2 separate regions of the Canis lupus genome follow, and region 2 is linked to region 1. A link is a contact called in public Hi-C data. All regions are on one chromosome and are shown on one strand. Each heading gives the region's core, a stretch centred on a gene start, on an enhancer-like site or on the middle of the called end of the contact. The rest is flanking DNA. Distances are from core to core; before and after follow the strand shown.

Region 1 (2,816 bases), core at 43-2,542:
TGTTCCCCCATCATCCTTAATCAACAGTCCTCCTCAGCTGATCCCTCCAAGAGCCAGGCCAACCATCATCAGGTCAAGAGCCAGGCATACGGTCTCATGAACAGGAGACTCCCAGAAGACCAGGAGGTAGTCAGAAGGCTACAAGACCCAGCTGGCAACATAAAACGTGGAAAAAAAAAAAATCAGGATATACATTGGTGGATCATTAAAAAAAAAAAAAAAGGAGAAAAGCAAATAAAAAGCAAAACTGTACCATCTGTAGAATAGCCACAAACCTACAGAAGACGTGCCTTCTTTCTTACTGATCTGCAATTCGAAAGTGTAATCACTTCCTCCCTCCAGCTCTCCTATTTTAAAAATTAACCTAATGCTCTCCCATAGCTTGGTAATGACTAACCCTTTAATTTAGGGATGAAATTAGTTAGGACAGGAGAAGTGCTTTCGTGGAAAACAGCCAATGATTAGGGAAATTCACCATTTTGCATCTTGTCAATCCTTAAAAGAAGGGAAATGAATTAAAATGGAAAGATAACTCCTAGGCCTTCCCTACCCTGGAGAACTGCAACCAAACAGCATTATATACCATCTACCCTAAAATGCACCCCAACCATTATCACGTGCTGCTGAAAGCGTTTTAAAATTACAAGCAGCCCTGGCCTTTAGAAAACAAAACAAAACAAAACAAAACAAAACAAACCCCCCCCAAAAAAAAAAACAAAAAAAAAAAAAAAAAGAAAAACCTCTTAGGTAGCAAGATTTTTATTAAAAACTCAAATCTGCCTGGGGGAAAAAAAATATCTTAAAATAAGGGTCCGGAGGGAGGAAAGTGGAGTGAACACAGGGAACTGGTCAGGGCCGGAGGGGACCCGGGTCATGCAGCCTCCGGGGATGCAGTCAAGGTCGACCCTTCCCTAGAGCGGCCACACGCCTCACCCGGGAGAGGACACCAGGAACTCTACAGCGTCCCGGGAGCCGAGGCCCGGCTGGCACGACACTTAGGCGGCTGGAGGAGGAGGAGGAGGAGGAGGAGGAAGAGGAGGAGGAGGAAGAGGAGCAAGAGGCGGCGACTGCGGGAACCCGGAGGGGGGCTGGGGCCGCGTGCGCGCTTGGGTTGGAGACCGTAGGCGCCGCGAGCCTGCGCTTCTGCAAAAGCCCCTGCTGCACACGTGGGACTGGGAGGAGGGTCACTTACTTGTCCAATCTGAAATTACATTTTAGCTAGCGGGGCTCTGCAGGTGGCCGCGCCGAGCTGCACCGAGCGGGGCAGGGCGGTCCCCGGGGGCGGGGGCGGGGCCGGGGGCGGGGCCGGGGGCGGGGCAGGCGGCGGCTGAGCCCCGCCCCCGCCGGGCGCGGCCCCTGTAAAGCGCGCCCCGATTGGTCCTTTGAACCGCGCCAGGGATTGGCCCGCGCGCCCGCCCCGCCTCCCGCGGCCCCTCCCCCCGCCTCTGCCGGCTGGGGGCGTGGCAGGCAGCCTCGCCGCGGCTCCTCCCGGCTCTTGGACTTTTAAAGGCGCAGAGCTCACCCGCCCTAACTCTCCGCAACGACCTGTGTTGCACGCGTGTCTCGTGTGTATCCTACAACCACTTCTCGTACTAAAGGCCGGGACTGTTTGTAGGCGGATGTGATTAACAACAATATTGGTATTTACTGAATGCTTAATTTGTGCCAGGTCTTGTTTCTGATACTTTACATGAATTTATCCATCTAATCCTGGGGTCAGCCCTCTGAAGTGGTGTGACAGTCCTCAAACCTACAAAGCAGATAGTACCTGCCTTTGCGCCGGTTACAATCTGGGGGCCGTGGACACACACACACACCCCTATTTAATCCTCGGGACGCTTGCCTTTCCAACAAGCTAGGTACTATCCCTTTTTACAGATGCGAAGAGTCAGAAACGTTTTTAGCTTGTTCTGAAACACACAGGGAGCTACCAGGGAACCGGAGGGAGTGTTCCAACCTGGTTTACAATCTGAGTTGTTTCCTGGGCTGTGATGGGACTGCGATTTGGAAGGTGGTTTAGCAAGTCAATGAATCCAGAGCCTTTGCTTTCCTAGAAAAGTAAACTGAGGCCCAGTAGAAGGAAGCGAGTTTCCAAGGACACAGCAGATATAAGAGGTAAGCCTAGGTCATAGCAGTGATCTCCCTGGACTGACCTATTTGCCATGTGCATTGCAGTCACTGCTGTCCTTACAACAACCCCAAAAATCAACAGATGCTCTTATTTTTGTCTTACAAGCCAGGATACTGAGTCAGTGAGGCTGAGGCCATACGATTAGCTACAACGGGTAGGGGTCCTGTTTGGGGGTCATTTTCTTTCTTCTACATCAGGATTGCTCCCTTTTCATTTCCAACAAATATCCAAAGATATATAACCATGGACTCTTTGGGAAGATAGGAGGTACTGGGATCTGATTACTTAGCACCTGGCTGGTTTCTAGTGTACAATAGGAATAATAATATTAAGACCTGTTCATCTTAACCTTTTTAGAGTACTGTGAAGAGCAAATAAGGTAATAGTTACAGAAACACTTTGTAAAGTGTTAGATGCTGAATACATATAACAAGTGGCTTCTAGATCTTCCCCAGTGTACCCCAGGAATAGAATACGTGAAATGCATTTGTTGCCTCATGAGCTATAGCAGGAGGTCTCATTAGGCTTGAATTAATGTGGATTTGTTGTCCAGACTTTATGTATGTCTCTGTTTCTAGGCTTTTTGTATTTGATTTTTGTATTGTTTCCTCTTATTATCATTACTACTCTTAGTAGTAACAGCAGTAATAGCACTGTGGTGAGAGCTCCAGAAGCTATTTTGGAC
Region 2 (2,937 bases), core at 305-2,804, 440 kb after region 1:
GCAGCGCGGACCGAGCTGGGCACCCAGTCTGGAGCAGTGCAGGCCCCTGGGCGGCCGGCGCCGCGGGACAGCAGCGCGGGCGGCCGCTGGTGAACTTGACCGGGACACAAACTTCGCGGCGTCCTCAACGGGGGGCGGGAGGGGGCGCGCTCGCGAGACCGGCCCCAAACGGACGCCCGCTTTCCCCGGCCCGCACAGGGGACTTAAGGGAGCCACCTTAAGGGCGGTGCTCCCGCCCCCCGGAAGTGCGGGGGGGGGGCGGGGGACGCCGGCCCGGAGCTCGGCCTGCAGCCGCGGCAGGCGGCGCGGCGCCCGCGGAGGACCTCGAGCGCCCCGAGTGGTGCACCCCTCCCCGCACCCCGCGCGCCCTCGGCCCCGGGCACCTGGCCGGGTCCCCGCGCCTTCCCGCCAGCGCCCTGAACTGGAGCCCGCCCGGGCCGCGGGAGCCCGCGTCCGCCCGCGTCCGCCCGCGTCCGCCCGGCTCGCGGCAGCCGCCGTCACCCGACAGTCAAATCCCAAGACGTCAGCCCACAATGCACCGGGCGGGCCGGGAAAGACGCGCGGCGGAGGAGACGGGGGCAGAGCCGGGCGCGAGCCGCGCGGGAGGGGGAGGGGGGAGGGGGAGGGGGAGGGGGAGGGGGAGGAGGAGAAAGAAGGGCCCAACTGTAGGAGGGCAGCGGAGCATTACCTCATCCCGTGAGCCTCCGCGGGGCCGGAGAAGAATCTTCTAGGGTGGGGTCTCCATGGCGACGGGCGGGCCCGCCCCCTGGAGAGCGACGCGAGCCAATGGGAAGGCCTTGGGGTGACATCATGGGCTATTTTTAGGGGTTGACTGGTAGCAGATAAGTGTTGAGCTCCGGCTGGATAAGGGCTCAGAGTTGCACTGAGTGTGGCCGAGGCGGCGAGGTGGGAGTGGAGGAGCGCGGACTCGGGGAGGCGGGCGGCCGCGGGCAGGCGAGACGGCCGGAGAGTCCGGGCTGCAAAATCCGCTTTCCGTTTTGCATTTTCCTCGCCGACTGGCCGGAGCTAGCGCCTGTGGCTCCCGGGCTGGTGTTTCGGGGAGCGCCCGGAGAACCCCCTTCTCCAGCCGCCCCCGGGAGGAGAGCCCCGCCGCCCGGGAGCCGTGACAGCGCGGAGAGCGGCGACAGGTCCGTCCGCGCAAGTGCAGAGAGTGGCTGCGGCGGCTCAGAACTTTCCTGGCCGGGAGCACAGGGGACGAGTGGCCCGGGTCCCGGAGCGAACTTTTGCAAAGCTCTGCCGCGCCTGAGGCTGCGGCGGCTGCGGCGGCGGCGGCGGCGGCGGCGGCGGCGGCCGGGACGAGAGAGGCGGCGGCGGAGCGAGGAGACCGCGGAGGGACGTGCGCTCGGCGCCCCTCGCCCCGGTGGCTGAACTTGGGCGAGCGCGAGCCGCGGCTGCCCGGCGCCCCCTCCCCCTGTCGCCGCGGGGGCGGGCCCGCGGGCCCCCGGGAGCCGCCGCGCCCCGAGAGCGCCCCGAGCGCGCCCCGTGGGTGACCGCGACTTTTCCCCGAGGCGGGCAGCGCGCGCGCCAGCTGACCCAGGAGGAGCGCGGCGGCGGCCGGAGCCGGTGAGCGGGGCGCGGGGGGAGGACCGCCGGCGGGAGCGCGCGCCCCTCCAGAAACTTTCCTCTAGCCCAGGGCCGCCCCCCCCACCCGGGAGGCGCGGGGGTCCCCCGCTCGCCAGCGCGCTGTTGCGGCCCCGAAACTTCTGCGCGCAGCCCAAAGTAACCCCGCGCGAAGTGACGGACTGTTCTATGACTGCAAAGATGGAAACGACCTTCTACGACGATGCCCTCAACGCCTCGTTCCTGCAGTCCGAGAGCGGCGCCTACGGCTACAGTAACCCCAAGATCCTGAAGCAGAGCATGACCCTGAACCTGGCCGACCCGGTGGGCAGCCTGAAGCCGCACCTCCGGGCCAAGAACTCGGACCTGCTCACCTCGCCCGACGTGGGGCTGCTCAAGCTGGCCTCGCCCGAGCTGGAGCGCCTGATCATCCAGTCCAGCAACGGGCACATCACCACCACGCCGACCCCCACGCAGTTCCTGTGCCCCAAGAACGTGACGGACGAGCAGGAGGGCTTCGCCGAGGGCTTCGTGCGCGCCCTGGCCGAGCTGCACAGCCAGAACACGCTGCCCAGCGTCACGTCGGCGGCGCAGCCGGTCAGCGGCGCGGGCATGGTGGCCCCGGCGGTGGCCTCCGCGGCGGGCGGCGGCGGCGGCGGCGGCGGCTTCAGCGCGGGCCTGCACAGCGAGCCGCCGGTCTACGCCAACCTCAGCAACTTCAACCCGGGCGCGCTGAGCAGCGGCGGCGGGGCGCCCTCCTACGGCGCGGCCGGCCTGGCCTTTCCCGCGCAGCCCCAGCAGCAGCAGCAGCCGCAGCAGCCGCAGCAGCCCCCGCAAGCGCCGCACCACCTGCCCCAGCAGCTCCCCGTGCAGCACCCGCGCCTGCAGGCCCTGAAGGAGGAGCCGCAGACGGTGCCCGAGATGCCCGGGGAGACGCCGCCCCTGTCCCCCATCGACATGGAGTCGCAAGAGAGGATCAAGGCCGAGAGGAAGCGCATGAGGAACCGCATAGCTGCCTCCAAGTGCCGGAAAAGGAAGCTGGAGAGGATCGCCCGGCTGGAGGAAAAAGTGAAAACCTTGAAAGCGCAGAACTCGGAGCTGGCGTCCACGGCCAACATGCTCAGGGAACAGGTGGCACAGCTTAAACAGAAAGTCATGAATCACGTTAACAGTGGGTGCCAGCTCATGCTAACGCAGCAGTTGCAAACGTTTTGAGGACAGACTGTCGGGGGCTTGAGGGGCAACCGAGAGAGAGGAGAGAGAGAGAGAGAGAGAGGAGAAAAAAAAAAACCACACACACACACAGAGAGCGAGAGCGAGAGAACTTGAGAACTTGACAAGTTGCAAGAGAGAGCG

What was found. A called contact is a pair of places that touch in the nucleus more often than the background predicts.
Region 2: a contact with region 1 is called in a Hi-C map of blood, with 5 times the contacts expected there. The contact joins the promoter of JUN here to the promoter of FGGY in region 1. A contact is called at or near these places in 2 of 9 Hi-C or Micro-C datasets (both in blood).

What each region holds. Positions count from the first base shown.
Region 1 is chr5:50,882,242-50,885,057 of UU_Cfam_GSD_1.0, forward strand. FGGY (FGGY carbohydrate kinase domain-containing protein) reads right to left here and starts at 1,293. Exons shown (of 16, transcript XM_038537374.1): 1 at 1,193-1,293. It overlaps LOC111096114 (a long non-coding RNA gene), which reads left to right and starts at 1,477. Exons shown (of 3, transcript XR_005358899.1): 1 at 1,477-1,621; 2 at 1,879-2,115; 3 at 2,765-2,816.
Region 2 is chr5:51,325,426-51,328,362 of UU_Cfam_GSD_1.0, forward strand. JUN (transcription factor AP-1) reads left to right here and starts at 1,555. Exons shown (of 1, transcript XM_038537394.1): 1 at 1,555-2,886. The coding sequence starts at 1,771. The coding sequence ends at 2,796. LOC102155586 (a long non-coding RNA gene) reads right to left here and starts at 472. Exons shown (of 3, transcript XR_005359703.1): 1 at 384-472.